Regions from separate parts of the Mus musculus genome. Here regions 1 and 2 are each linked to region 3. Evidence: chromatin contacts called from public Hi-C and HiChIP or PLAC-seq data. All regions are on one chromosome and are shown on one strand. The core of a region is the stretch at or near the end of the contact, and the rest is flanking DNA. Distances in the headings are between cores, read along the strand shown.

The links. A called contact is a pair of places that touch in the nucleus more often than the background predicts. HiChIP or PLAC-seq counts read pairs in DNA pulled down with a chosen protein or histone mark.
Region 1: a Hi-C map of liver shows a contact between it and region 3, with 2.1 times the contacts expected there. The contact joins two enhancer-like sites. A contact is called at or near these places in 2 of 484 Hi-C or Micro-C datasets (bone marrow-derived macrophages and liver) and 6 of 115 datasets of contacts at active chromatin or transcription factors (SST interneurons, Th17 cells, embryonic stem cells and 2 more).
Region 2: a contact with region 3 is called in an H3K27ac HiChIP or PLAC-seq map of embryonic stem cells, with 10 read pairs. The contact joins two enhancer-like sites. A contact is called at or near these places in 3 of 484 Hi-C or Micro-C datasets (bone marrow-derived macrophages and liver) and 5 of 115 datasets of contacts at active chromatin or transcription factors (Th17 cells, bone marrow-derived macrophages, embryonic stem cells and 1 more).

The regions. Positions count from the first base shown.
Region 1 is chr4:53,132,766-53,136,975 of GRCm38.p6, forward strand. It overlaps Abca1 (ATP-binding cassette, sub-family A (ABC1), member 1), which reads right to left. Exons shown (of 50, transcript NM_013454.3): 3 at 157-250. Among named protein-coding and RNA genes, the nearest start is that of Abca1, 25 kb to the right of the region's middle. Within about 2 kb of position 1,431, at least 14 of the 459 cell types and tissues checked have an H3K27ac peak or open chromatin away from gene starts, as enhancers often do. A contact at or near this core is called in hepatocytes and liver, where this site is marked.
Region 2 is chr4:53,193,774-53,198,389 of GRCm38.p6, forward strand. No RefSeq gene overlaps it. Among named protein-coding and RNA genes, the nearest start is that of Lexis1, 22 kb to the right of the region's middle. Within about 2 kb of position 2,653, at least 288 of the 459 cell types and tissues checked have an H3K27ac peak or open chromatin away from gene starts, as enhancers often do. A contact at or near this core is called in embryonic stem cells and liver, where this site is marked.
Region 3 is chr4:53,336,713-53,341,387 of GRCm38.p6, forward strand. No RefSeq gene overlaps it. Among named protein-coding and RNA genes, the nearest start is that of Gm52737, 12 kb to the left of the region's middle. Within about 2 kb of position 2,774, at least 34 of the 459 cell types and tissues checked have an H3K27ac peak or open chromatin away from gene starts, as enhancers often do. A contact at or near this core is called in embryonic stem cells, hepatocytes and liver, where this site is marked.

The DNA.
Region 1 (4,210 bases), core at 181-2,680, 210 kb before region 3:
CCTAACCAAAAAAATAGTAAAGGCCAGATTTTCTGTTCAAGCTATTTGTGGCATTCTCCTGAAGACAGCAACTTTGTAAAGATTCAGTTGAGAGCATCTTCACTCTGGATTTTGCTAGCCATCACTGAGACTCAGGCGTGGTCCACAGATACTCACACTCATGTTGTTCGTAGGGTGGGTAGCTCAGGCGTACAGAGATCAGGATCAGGAAGATAAAGAGAGGCCAGGCCACTTCCAGTAACAGCTGACACTGAACAGAAAATAAAACACAAGATCGTGAATTTTAAATGATAACATGGTAGCCAGCTACTACTGGACTGAGAAACCCACAGAGCAATTCAGCAATTGACTGACTTCTGGCACTTCTGACTCCCTTCACTCTCCAAACTTGAAGTGCATTGAATTGTGGGTGGTATCCTGTAACATCCCATTCCACACCTGTGTCTTTAAGGCTCCCTTCTACCCAGGTTTCAAGACTCAGCCATGCTTCTTTCTGCCTGAGCTAGGAAGTCCTCCTGTGCTCACATTCCCACAAACCTAAACAGTTCCTCTCTCACATCTCCCCCAAGCCCGAGATGATCTGCTTCAGTCACTGGCTCCCACATAGCACTCTTAATTAACATCTATCTCAACAGGGACACATTTCATTGTAGAGTACAGTCTTATTAATTGCGATCTGTCATGGTCTCTTGGTATTCCCCCTTCTATGACGAGATCAGAAGTAAACTCTCTCTGGGTAACTGGTACTTTAGAGTATTAGGGGCATTTGGGCTTTTTGTTTTGTTTTGTTTTGTTTTTTGTTTGTTTTTTTAACCATGTTTGTTTTTCCTAGTTTAAATAAGGAACTTTGAATTTTCTAAGAACTTTGGTATGACTTTACATCAAGCTCATTTTGGGATCTTCAGGGAGGAACTGAAACAAGATAGTAGCTATGCATGTTCCAGAACAAAAACATGAAGTTTTTATACTTCCTTCGGTTCGTGAACCCCTACTACCACAAACTATAAAGAGTAGTTTATACAAAGAGCACATTAAAAGAGAAAATGGCAAGGACCAGGGAAGAAAAGACGAATCTTACTAAAGATGTCTGTAAATAATCCCAAAGAAGGAACAAAACCTCTACGTTTGCAAACAACACTCAGCCTCTTCTCTTTTCCTTCATAGAAAATAGATTTACTACTCCTTTGGGAGAGGGTGATGGGCACGGATTGCAAACCATGACACCATACAATTTTTATTGTCCCTTACACCTCTGTAAACTGCTCAGGGGCAGGAGTCGGGGATGACTTTCTACCAGAGAACACAGCCTGGATTTCCTGAACACTGAAAATAACTTCTCTACCAGTAAGGCTGGAGCCCTTCCTCTGAGATCCAGGTATGCTGTGCCTTTATCAGCCTGTGGCACAAGAGCTGTGTTTACATATGAGGCTCTCCCTTCTGTTACTGTGTTCTCAGCAAATCCGCAACATGGTTAAGGGCTAAGCATGACACGGTAAGCATATATTGGGTAAGAGAGTGAACTGAAGCTTTCAAAATCAGAAAGACAGAAACAAAAATCGGCTGACCCCTCTGGGAAAGAAGTTTGGCAATATGCATTCAAAAGGCACATTTACCCCTTTGAACAACTGTCATCCTCCTGAGAATTCATCCGAAGGAGCAAACTAAATAAGAAAACAACTCAATCCCCAAAAGCCGTATACATGATTTGAAGTGCTATAACTGTAAAGTGTTGTAAACAAATAACTCAATCACACAACAAAGGAAAAATGGTTACATAAGCATACATCTAATGGGCAATAATAGATTACTTGGTTATTACAGCAACATTTATGAAACCCAGCTTTCACTATCCAAGAACACAGGACACAGAACCCAATACATTCTAAGCCTGCATCTTTATAAAACCACTCGCACACATTGCTAAGCAAACATAGAAATAAAGCTTTCTATAATGACATGGCTGTGATGAATTACAGAATAATGAAGCCTGAAAAGTATAAAACTGAACAGAGAATATACAGGAAGTCATTCATCTTGACACTCCGAAGCCACTATTTCAACTAACAGGATAAATCGGAGCTACCATTTAGGGAGAGCTCCATATGTACTGGGCTCATTTTACACAGTTGACTTCCATTAATCCTCAGAACATCATTGTGGGCATGGAACCATTATTCTTCCCATTTTATACTGAAAAGTCTACTGCTTAAGGAACGGCCAGCCACAGCACTAGTCAGAGCAGAGCCAAGACCGGCAGCCAGCTGTACTTGATTCCAGAGGTCACATGAAATTCTATTTGACAAAGACAAGCATCTCCGGTAGGAAACAAATAAAATCTCCCTACGCAGCATGGACTAAAAATGTCTACAGGTTCCACAGACACAAGATAAACTAACACCCTGCAGACAGGTAGCCGTTATAGCGAATACTGAACATCTATAGACACTTAGTGATTTGTGTGCCTCTTGTTCCCAACAGTTCGCTCACAAAGGCTGCAATAGTACTATTTTTATAAATGATGATTGGAGGACCAGAAAAATTATGAGCCATTGGAACCCCAATCTTAATGTCTAAATCTGTGCAGTACCCACCAGGCTGCCTCTCACAGTGCTATGCTAGAGACACATGCCTTCTACCTCATCACATATCCGACCCAGTAAAGCAAGCCTTGTGTTCAGGACACCTCTGTAGCCCCACACTTAGCACCACAAAGCAGCATGTGGTCAGAATAGGTTCATCCACTGAAAGAACAGTCGGATGGTACCCACAGCTCTGGCAGCAAAGCACCAGAAGAAACCTTAGACCACTCAGGAGGTGAAGGCAGAATTTGTAACCAGATCAGGAAAAGAGATATGAAGTAAACCAACAGTGACAGTCATGATAGTCAACTCACACCACAACACACACACACACACACACACACACTTCATAGATGTTTTTTATAGTCAGACATCCAAATTAGGATCATTACTGTAATACTCACTTTACATACGAGGAAACTGGGGCTGATTAATAAATTGCCCAAGGAACTGGTATGTGAAAGAGTTTAGATTCAAAGCCAATCTAGCTTAAGGGATGCTTCTCTTCGGCACTAAGGTCACCAATTTCCTTTAGCCCCTTTCTCTCACCACGTAGACCGTGTAGACTCCTGACCTTTCAAAGCTTCTACTGAGCTGAGCACTAATATGTATGTATGTATGTATGTATGTACGAAGACTCTGCACACAATATTCACACCACCAAAATCACAGAGCTCATGGGAGATTCGATTTAATTATGCTTCTTTACCCTGTGCCTCCAAAACTATTTTTGTCTCTAAACATCAAACCCACTCCCAAGCTCAGAACGTTCTAGGTATTGCCACATCCCCTCCTTCTAGAAACTAAACTTGACTTCTCCAGGCACACTATTTCAGATCCACTCATCAAAGTCAGACTTCTCCTCGTCTCTAACCTCACCATTTTTCCTAAGCATAAGGCATGAATAAACAGCCTAGGGACAAAGATGTTGCTTGTACTGTTAGAAGCTCCTACTGAAAACTCTTGAAAGTCCTTCATAGCTACACCAACTCTGTATCTTCTCACCATATAGTGGCAATGGTAGAAAATGTTGTTTTCAAGAAGTGATTGTTATCAAAGTCATGGCTGCTCTAGGGAACACCAGAGCACATTGTGCATCCCCTTCTCCTAACTCTTCACCTCTAACCTGAGGATTCGGAACAAGCACTCCCGCAGGAGGACTTCTCAGCTAGACAACATTGGCCCTGGCAGATAGCTAGTTGTTCGGGATTCTACTACAAACTATGTTGGGTTTAGCAGCAACACCCCTGCCCTCTACCTCTAAGTCCCAGGATGGGGAAGGGGCCGTGCCCTCAGTTGTGAGCTGCCGCTGTAAATTTCTAAGGAACAAATGCTGCTTCCTGTAAACGATGCAGCATAAAACCAAGCTCAGCAGCTCTGCCGTCACCAGGGTTGAGAGTCTTAAGCACCAAACCATTTTTGCGTTTTCATTCAGGGTGGTGCTGAGCCGCACACACTCCCCATGTCCCCATGGATAGTCACATTTAACTTTTGCTCCTGGTTGCAGAAGCTAATACACCATACCCCAGTCACTGCACGAGTGCACTTCGCTTCCTTGCCTATAGACAGCAGCGGTGATCTTACCTTCAAGATTTATCCTTATTATTTCAAGGTTGGCGTGGTTCAAGGGC
Region 2 (4,616 bases), core at 1,403-3,902, 140 kb before region 3:
GGTGGTCAAAACAAAACGAACCCCACTGGCCAGGCATGGTACACACCTGCAATCCCAGGATTCCTGAGGCTGAAGCTAGATGATCGTGAGTTCCAGGACAGCCTGAACTCAGCAAATTCAAAGAGTGCCTGGACTATAAAGAAAGACCGTGTTCAAAAGGAAAAAAGAAAGAGCAGGAACAGGGAAAGGGACGTTTTCAAGTGTTTAACACCCTTGACTAAGCAGTTTACCTCTTCCAGAGGATCTACCCCCATGTAAGTTCCCACAGCACACATCCCAGCTCTGTCCTCCCCCTACCCACTAGGAACAATACCATATTGTCTGACTACAAGCTATCTCAGAGGACTCCTAGCTCACTCACTTAAAAATGTGCATCTGAAGACATAGATCTATGTGTTGCAAGATAGGCCTGATGTGGACACACACAGGTGCCACTGTTACCATTTAAGACAGGTTGCAGGGCATGGGCAGATGTCAAATTATAAAGCCATGTAAAATGTAGCCCCTTCATTCAGAAACAATGTATTCTTCAATTGGTTTAAATGCTTTCTTAATGATTTTCAGTAAAGCTTTATGGCACCTTCTATAAAGGTTGTTTTAAAAGATTTATTCTGCATTCCTAATGATTTTTTGCTCTACTATAAGTTGTGCCTCTTGGCCAGTTAATGTATGTCTTTGACTGTTGGTGATAAAGGAAAAATGAAGAGTTGCGCTTCCATCCCCTCACCAGCTGCCTTTTTCTCAGAGTGCACCTGGTGTGAGTTTCTTCTCAGAGTGTACCTGGTGTGAGTTTCTTTGCAGCTTTCCCATCCACACCAACATTCTCTTTCATCTTACATTCTTATTTTGCTGTGGTGGTTGGGATTGGATAAAAATGAATATTTAATAGAAATGTTGATGGCCAGAAAACTGGCTCTGTCTGTGACTATAAGGAGAATAAATAAGAATTTTGTGAGAGTCTAAGTGTTTCCAAATATCATGAGTCTTGCTGTCTCCTGATTCAGAATGTATGGAGGGTTTGTTCTGGGCACAACGGCCATTCCAGTCATCTCCAAAATCACTATACATCAACTGTTATTTCCATTTTTCAGAGTGCCTATTGCTGGGCTACTGCACAAAAGGAATAAATAATAAATTATACATCGTATTAATTTTGGGCACAGTTGGCCAATTTCATATTATTCACAAAGGTCACACTGAACAGAACAAATGCACACAGAGGCATCAAGCAGACAAATCCAGAAGCAAAGGGGAAAACCTAATTCTAAAACTATTTTGCATTCAGGTCCGAAATTGGTTCCCTTAGAGGTCCTTACATTCTATTTGTTTGCAAAATTTAAAAAAGGGAGAGTTGGCAGCAGGGAGAGGTTGTTTATTAGTGCCAATAAGAACTCAGGGTTAGTTAGGAGCTGGGGTGGGAAGAGAGTTGGGGACGTCTTCACTTTCAGTGCCTTGAACCAATAAGATGCCAAGAAGAATCTGATCAGAGTAACTACCCAGCTCAAGGAAACCACTGTCATTGCTTTGTTAGAACCAATGGCACCTTCTAGAACAGTGGTTTCCAACCTTCCTGATGTTGTGACCCTTTAATCTAGTTGTTCATGTAGTGGTGACCCTCAATCATAAAATTATTTCGTTACTACTTCATAACTGTAATGTTGCTGGTGCTATGCATAGTATTGTAAATATGCAGGATACCTGATATGAGACCTCTATGAAAAGGTCTGGGGTGTGGGTGGGGGTAGGTGTGGGGGCAGGGTTGTGACCCCCAGGTTGAGAACCGATGTTCTAGACTATGCTACCAGAGAACATTTTTGTTGTTGTCTTCCTGTAAGAAAAAGCAAAGCAGTATTTGAAAGCGTTCTATTTGAAGAGTATGTCACAATGTAAATCATTTTTTAAAAATATGCACTTTGAAGGCATGCTATGTTTTAAAGACACTCCATTAGAAGAAGTAGAAAACGAAAGCAAAATTTTAAATCAAGTTTTTACTTTATCCACTGGTTCTCTTTAAAGAATTCCTTGTGGGTCACGCTGAGTCTTAATAAGTGGGACACTAAGTACTGCCTATGGATACCAGTAACAGAAAAACAATTGTGTTGACACAACAGGTTTTACAGATGGTATTTTCTAAGTTTTTTATTTGTTGAATGGACAACTTAGGATTTGTGGAGCTAGAGCTAGAGAAAGAGCTGATGAACTTCAAAACAGGCTTGGAATGCTTAACCGGTGTCCTTTCTAATGAACTGACTGCTAGTTCATTGACAACAGCAGATCTAAAAGGATTCTGCTCGCAGGCCTCCTGTGGCTGGAACACTCCAGCTGGCTAGCTCTGCAGAGATCTGGCCCCAAGAGGTCTCGCCGCTTTAAGCGTCCTAGGCCTTGGACACGCCCACCAGAAAGCCAAACACAAAGCGCGGTGTCTGCTGGAAGTTGTAGTTCCAGACCCTAGCAAGTCTTGACTCGTCCTCTCCTTCCATTTCATTGACTCTTAACAGACCACAGACTCTGAGACCGCTTCAGATTACGCATTGATCATTTCAAGGTATAAGATGAGAGGAATTTTCTTTAATCACCGGATCTGGGCGCTGCTGCTGCTGCTGCTTAGAAAGTATCTGGAAGGCGCGCATGCGCGTGAAGGTAGACAACACAGCCTCTGACTCCCCTAGAGCTGGGATGAAGGGGACTTAGGCCCTGTATATAGTAACAGTTTGTGATAGTGTGGTTTGCAGGTTGTGACGGAAACCGAGGAAGGCAGACGGTCACGTTAGGACCCCATCTGGACTTCTAGGACACTTCCACCTTCTAGTTGTTCCCAATTTGCAGAATTGCAGTTTTTTCCATATCCCTTCATCTCTTTATGGAAAGGCTTTCCCTGCGGCGTTGTGAAATCCTCAGCTCTTCAGCCAAGGCCTTTTAGCCTGCCTGGAATTCAAACTGTCTCTCCTTGCCAGCTTCAGGTCATTCCAGGCAGCAAAAGGCACGGGCTGTACAGGCGTTGCTACTGCTGCTCTTCCTCGTCTTGCAAAGCTGGAGCCAGCCAGATAGAAGCTTGGATACCTGAAGCTTAGAAAGTGTTTGGAAGGAACGCAAGCGATGCGCATACATGATAGATAAGTAAATGCATAGATTAGATGTCTTTAATTCTTAAAGGGCCTCTCATAGCTTTCCTGTGTTCTTTGAGGTGGCAATTGTTATGCAAAAGAGCGGGTGAGAATCTATGACTGTAGTCAGTGGCAGAACCGCCAAACTGAAAGTTGTAGGAGTTACAAATCTGCTTTTCCATCATATCAAAGTAGACAGAGCTAAAGGGGACCAAGGCTGCACCTGATGTTGACTGCCTTTCTGAATAGCCAGTCCAGACCACAGCCGCTCTTAAAGTAGTGAGCAATTGCCTTTCAGTGAGTGAATCTCCTTCCAGCAAATACAGAGGATGTTGCTTGGAGACATGCTTAAGACTGAGCAAACACGTTGTGCTGGACTCTGGAAAGAGAAGCATTAGATTTTAGCTAAGGGAGTGACCAGGTTATGCTCTAAAGTGCCCTTCATTTCTCAGAGAGAAGAGTGAGCCACACTGTCTGTGTATTTGCAATCTCCCATTCTGCAAATGTAGTGCTGTTATTCCTTGCATCAGCAATGCTAACACAAATGTCAAATAGGCATATAAGTGATGAAATCCCCTGGCCTTGTTGCCCATGTCTCTAACCTCAGCACTGGGAAGGCAGGCAAATAATAGATCTCTATGAGTTCTAAGTTAGCCTGCTCTATTATCATGAGTTCCAGGCCAGCCAGGGCCTCCTAGTGAGAATCCGTCTCAAACAACAACAAAAAACAAAGTGCAGGAATCCTCTATCTGCTCTTCAGGTTGCACCAGTGTGGGTCAGGAGAAGGAGAGATGAAAACAGAGGTGTAGATCATACAAAATCGAGGGGCAAGGCATACAGAGCTGCGTAGAAGAGGGTGTGCAGAAAAGCAGTATTTGTTATGAGGGGATCTCTGTTGAGCTTTTAATCAACTAATAAGAAGTTGTCACCCCAGAGCTCCCACATGAGTTCTGTCTGAGAGGAAAGGGGGCTGGTTATTTGATCTGCAGGTATGGGCACAAAATGCTCCTGTCTCCCTGGCGCTCACCTGGTGAAAGCAGACTGTACAGAGTCCCTGGCTCTCCTGAAATGTCTGTGGACCACTCTCTGTAAAAATGCCTTTTGAGTGCACTGCACATTCCTTTGGACCTCTTCTGCACTGGAACGTCTTGTTCCTTCGGGGATTTGATATTTGGGAACAGCCAGAAATCATTTGGCTGCACATTTGGAAGGCAAGGAAAACTATTGCACTACAGAACTGCTGCCGGTGAAATCTGGGAGGTGGTTTTGGGTGTGAACCAAAGGCAGGGTTTCTTACCTTGAAACATGGAAAATTTGAATATACCTTTTTTTTCTAGGGAGGAGGGGTAATGTTTTTAGCTGATACTACAGCCTCTCAACGAATCCCGATGATTCAAACAAGTTAATGATCATAAGGTCATTTCTCTGTGGGTTGTGGAGAGAAGTCATGTGTCAGGAGAGCAGAGGGCTGCTTACAGCTTCACCTATAATTTAATGTGTGGTCACAGTGGT
Region 3 (4,675 bases), core at 1,524-4,023:
TTGGGAAAAATCACATTCTCTATAGAAATTAAAATTTTCTAGGTGTTTTGCAACAAATAAATCAAAGCTAAAAGAACTTTACTCCAAAAGAAATACCTTTTTAATGAAAATTTATTAGCTCTGTATAGTTGTAATTGAAACCTGTATTTCCAGAGCTAGAAAACCAGCTTTGTTGGCAAAGCACTTGTCCTTCAAGCATGAGGGTCTCAGTTCAATTCCCAGAATCCACACTTAAAAATTGGGTCTCATGGCAGCTGCTTGGCACCCCTTGGTTAGGGAGGCGGAGGAAGGCAGATCCCTGAGCTAACCTGTGCCCATGAAAGTCCCAGTCTAAAACTAAAGGTGGTGAACTCCTGAAAAACAGCGCTAGAGGCTGACCTCGGCATTTATATGCACGTGCACTCACACACACGCATGTACACACACACAGACACATACATATGCATACAGGCACATCAGCACAAACACATAGGCACACAGGCACATCAGCACACACAGGTGCGTACAACACACAATGGATACATTCAGAAGAACGGTGTTCAAAGTTTTGTGCTACTTTAATATCCTACACCCAAAGAAAACATCAAAGGAACCCCACTTGTTAGGGCAGAAGTGATCACACAGTGTGCTATGAAGTCCGTATGGGCTGCATGGTCAGAACTAAAAATCTGATCCAAAGGACAGATGTAGAAAGATTCTTATTTGAGGATACAAGAGGCCAGAATCTATGCATTTGAGTGTGTAATTGTTACAGTGGTTTTTAGACTTAAAGCCTGGATTTTAACTGAAAGCATTGAAGACACACATGTGTGTATATGCAGGTATGTAGATATACAGATATGCAGATGTACATATCATATACATATGAATATGCACATACACTATATATATATATATATATATATATATATATATATATGTCCCCTTTATGACTTAGTCACCATTAGCTTGCCTCAAACAACCCATGTGCCCCTCTCTACTTCCCTATGTCTTCCCATAAAACAAAGGACCTTTGTGTGAGAAAAGGACCACCTGACACTAGGTCACAATCTCTGGGTCACATTAGTTTCCCTTCTTAAAGTGACATTCTCACATCCCCTGCTGTCCCCACTTCCACGGCTCACAGAGAGCCTCTATTCTTTCTTGGTGTTGAGGAAGAAATGGTGTAAGCAAACCCAGTCATCAAGAGCTGCTCACACGTGGACAGCGAGCATGCACGGAACGCCTGGAGAAGAAAGTAGGTGAAAGGGAATGTTGTCTGCTGCCCGGGTGTCAGAGGTTGGCTTACAACTCCACAGGGAAGACCAGCGCTCCACTAATGCTCATACTTGCTCTGGGAGGAGGGGGGAATCTCCTCACACAACTTAAAGCAGCTCAGGCGCCAACTCCACAGCTGGTTTCCTCTCAAGACCTAGAGGCAAAGGAAATCTGGGTTTGGGTAGCTGTGGCCATACATGCTCTCCTCAGGAAAACAAATGTGATTTAATTTCTCCCCTCTTCTCCACTCTTCCCCCTTCCCCTCTCCTCTCTCCCCCCTCCCCCCTCCCTCCTCCCCTCTCCTCCTCTCTTCTCTCCTCCCTCCTCCCTTCCCTTCCCTTCCCTTCTCTTCTCCTCCCCTCCCCTCCCTTCTCCTCCCCTCTCTTTCCCAAAATGGAAAGGGTTCAGTGAAAAGAGCCCCTTCCTACATTAAAAAAATAAAAAGAAAGAAAAGAAAAAGTCGCTTCCCATATCTCAGTGCAACTTCAGGCCTCACATACTTTGTCCTTGATCCCGGGAGGAATCTTGTTAAGTGTTCTTCAAAGTGCAAAAAGAACTAATTGCATGTCCCTCTTTCTCCCTGATCATTAAATAAAGACACTAGGAAGCCAAACACAGTTTACTTCACCTGGAATACTTCTCAACTAGGAATCGCATTCCCTTGAACTGTTGTCACTCTCTGAGGTGACCTTCTACCCATCCTCCAAGCAAACTGTCAGTGAAGGGCTGGAGAGATGACAAGGCTAACAAAGCTGAGTTTTATTCCCCAGCACCCGTGTGAATACTGGATGTGGAGATGCACCTATAAGACAAGGGCTGGGGAGACAGAGACTGAGAGAAACAGAAAACCCAAAGTGAAGAAGATTAGGAACAATGCGCAACAGCTAATTCTGCCCTCTACATGCATGTGGGCATGTGTACACGTGTACACATGCCCACACAAATTCACTCACACACGCAGACAAACATGCAGATAGCACAATGACCAACAAATCCTGAACCTAATTGGGTCTGAGGAACACACAAGACGACTCCAGCCTATACATAAATAAGGACCAAAGAGAAAAATGACACATAGAGCTCGCCTACAGGAAGTATGGGCCACACCAGTAACACCCATACCACCCAGGAGTCTACTAAAGACAGGGCATCTCAGATCTATTCAGTGAATGTTTACAGCCCTACCTGGGCTTCACTTCTTCACACAGGGACTCAGTACCTAAAATTCTAAGGATCAAGGCCAGGAGGGTAATTGATGGCCGGATCTTGAAAGCCATAGAGTCAGTGGGTGGGGAGGGGTGGGAGGAATCAGAGAGAATGCAAGACACAAAGACTGAAGGTGTGTTAATGAATGTGAGTCACGAGCTGTTTCTGGGAAGGAGAGATGGAAAATGACCTTGGGAAGCAGGTCAGGGAAAACTGCCAGGCTTCAGCCTCAGGACGAAGGTTGCCTCTGTGTCGTCCAGCTCTCCCCATCTGCAGCCTTTGTCATCTACTCATCTGATTTGTTCTGAGAGCTGAAACCAGCCCCTTCCGCTGGCCTAGCCTGGTGGCATCGTGAACCTAAACTGCCAACAGATTAAGGGCAGCAGGCCCAGGAATACAGAGCCCTGGGGTTCATAAGAACTACCTCTGATTGGCAATGAGCAGGCATGGGAGACAGCTGGCCGTGGAATAGCTGCAGAGAGGACCCGGACTTCCAAATGAAAAGTTAATGAAGTGAAGAAGAAGAAATAAGAAGTCACCAGCAAAATCTCTTGTAAGAACAATACAGGCTATGAGATATTCAGTATTCTGACCTTCGGTTTCCTAAGTCAGAAAGGGAAGGGTCCTCGTCAACCTTACAGGATGTGGAGACTCACTGAAGTAACACAGAGCTCTAAGGACAATGCCCCACCCTCCCAGTTACTTCCCAGAATCAAACAATGGCCTGCATTATAATGCAGGAGTGGGAGCCTCAGCTGCGAGTAGCTTTCGAGAGTGGGTCTGGGGTGGGGCATCCAGCCTCCAAGCTGGCCTCTAGTCCCCCCCCCCCCCCCCCCCCCCCCCCCCCGGTGTCCTGGCTGTCACTCTTGTGGCATCCCCTCCCACTGGCTTAGCTTGGGTGCCCAACAGCTAAGGGCTTAAGGAGGTGAGAAAGCAGGTCTGAGATTAGACCCCAAGCATCTCTGAGGGAAGCCAGCTGCTGAGGCATAAACATCTCCGCCAAGTGGTTTGTACAGTGAGGACTCAAGACCGCCAGGAGCCAAGAGAGGGGCTTTAGAAATAAGCTCAACTGCCCAAGTCTAGCTCTGAAACCCCCTCAGCCCTTGCCAACAGCTTCCCGGCTGTCTCCTGAGAGTCCCAGGCCTGAGAAGTCTGGGTAAAACTTTCCCCGACTCACAGCCTGTAGCGAATGCATGAAAATAAGCTCCCGTTTTATGCACCTTACTCTGGAGGTCATTTGTTGCACAGCAATAAATATTTAAATCACCCGACTCAGTGGAATACCTGCCCCACCGTGGGGAAGAGCCCAAGGACATCTATCCAAACACGCCTGGCTTCGTTCCAGAGGTGCAACTGATAGATCCAGAGTCAGAACCGCAGCCATGAGCAGAGGTTAAGCCACAAGCGATGCTGCCTAGCAGTGGGTCTTCCCAGGGGCCGCTGAATATATGCCCTGATTTACATTAATTTATATTGTTTACAATGTTACACTGTTTTGTTTTGGTTTTTTTTTTTTCCCAGACTGTGCCTTGCCCTCAGAGACACCAATTTACAAGCATCCTTGGACTCCATTTTGAAGATAGATAATGATTGCGCTCCTAGGTAAACAAGTGACCAAGAGCACGCTAGCACAGATTGAACGATGACTTGTCCCTGGGAGTGAATTTATTGGGTGAATATTAGTATTTAAGATTGGAATAAAAGAAACCATTTGCCTCAGCCAAGATTATCGAGGTCAGCAGGGGTACCTGACAACTCACTGGTGTTGAAAACTGCAGGACTCTTTTGAACTTAGTGTCAGTCAATTAATTCTAACATTTCAGATACAATCATGTTTATGTCACCGACATAACACATTCATGAGAGTATGCCAACCTGTTATCACTCTTCTGGATCTAAGAATGTGACCACTAAAACCCCAAGAGAACTCTCTCCAGTTCTCCAGAACGGTCCCATCCCCAGGAAAAGTTATGACTCAACTGTAAAAGGTAGTAGAGTCGGGGCCTCTATACTTAACTCAAAAACTCTACCTTGAAGCCAAGGAAAATAAATCATCATTTCAGCCTCACAGCCACCTAGTGTTCCCGGCCTCTAACAGAGACTGATCTTCCCCACATACCCACTGTAATGGTTTGGATATGCGTGGCCCAGAGAGCTGCACTATTAGGAGGTGTGGTCTTGTTGGAGTAGGTGTGTCACTGTGGATGTGACC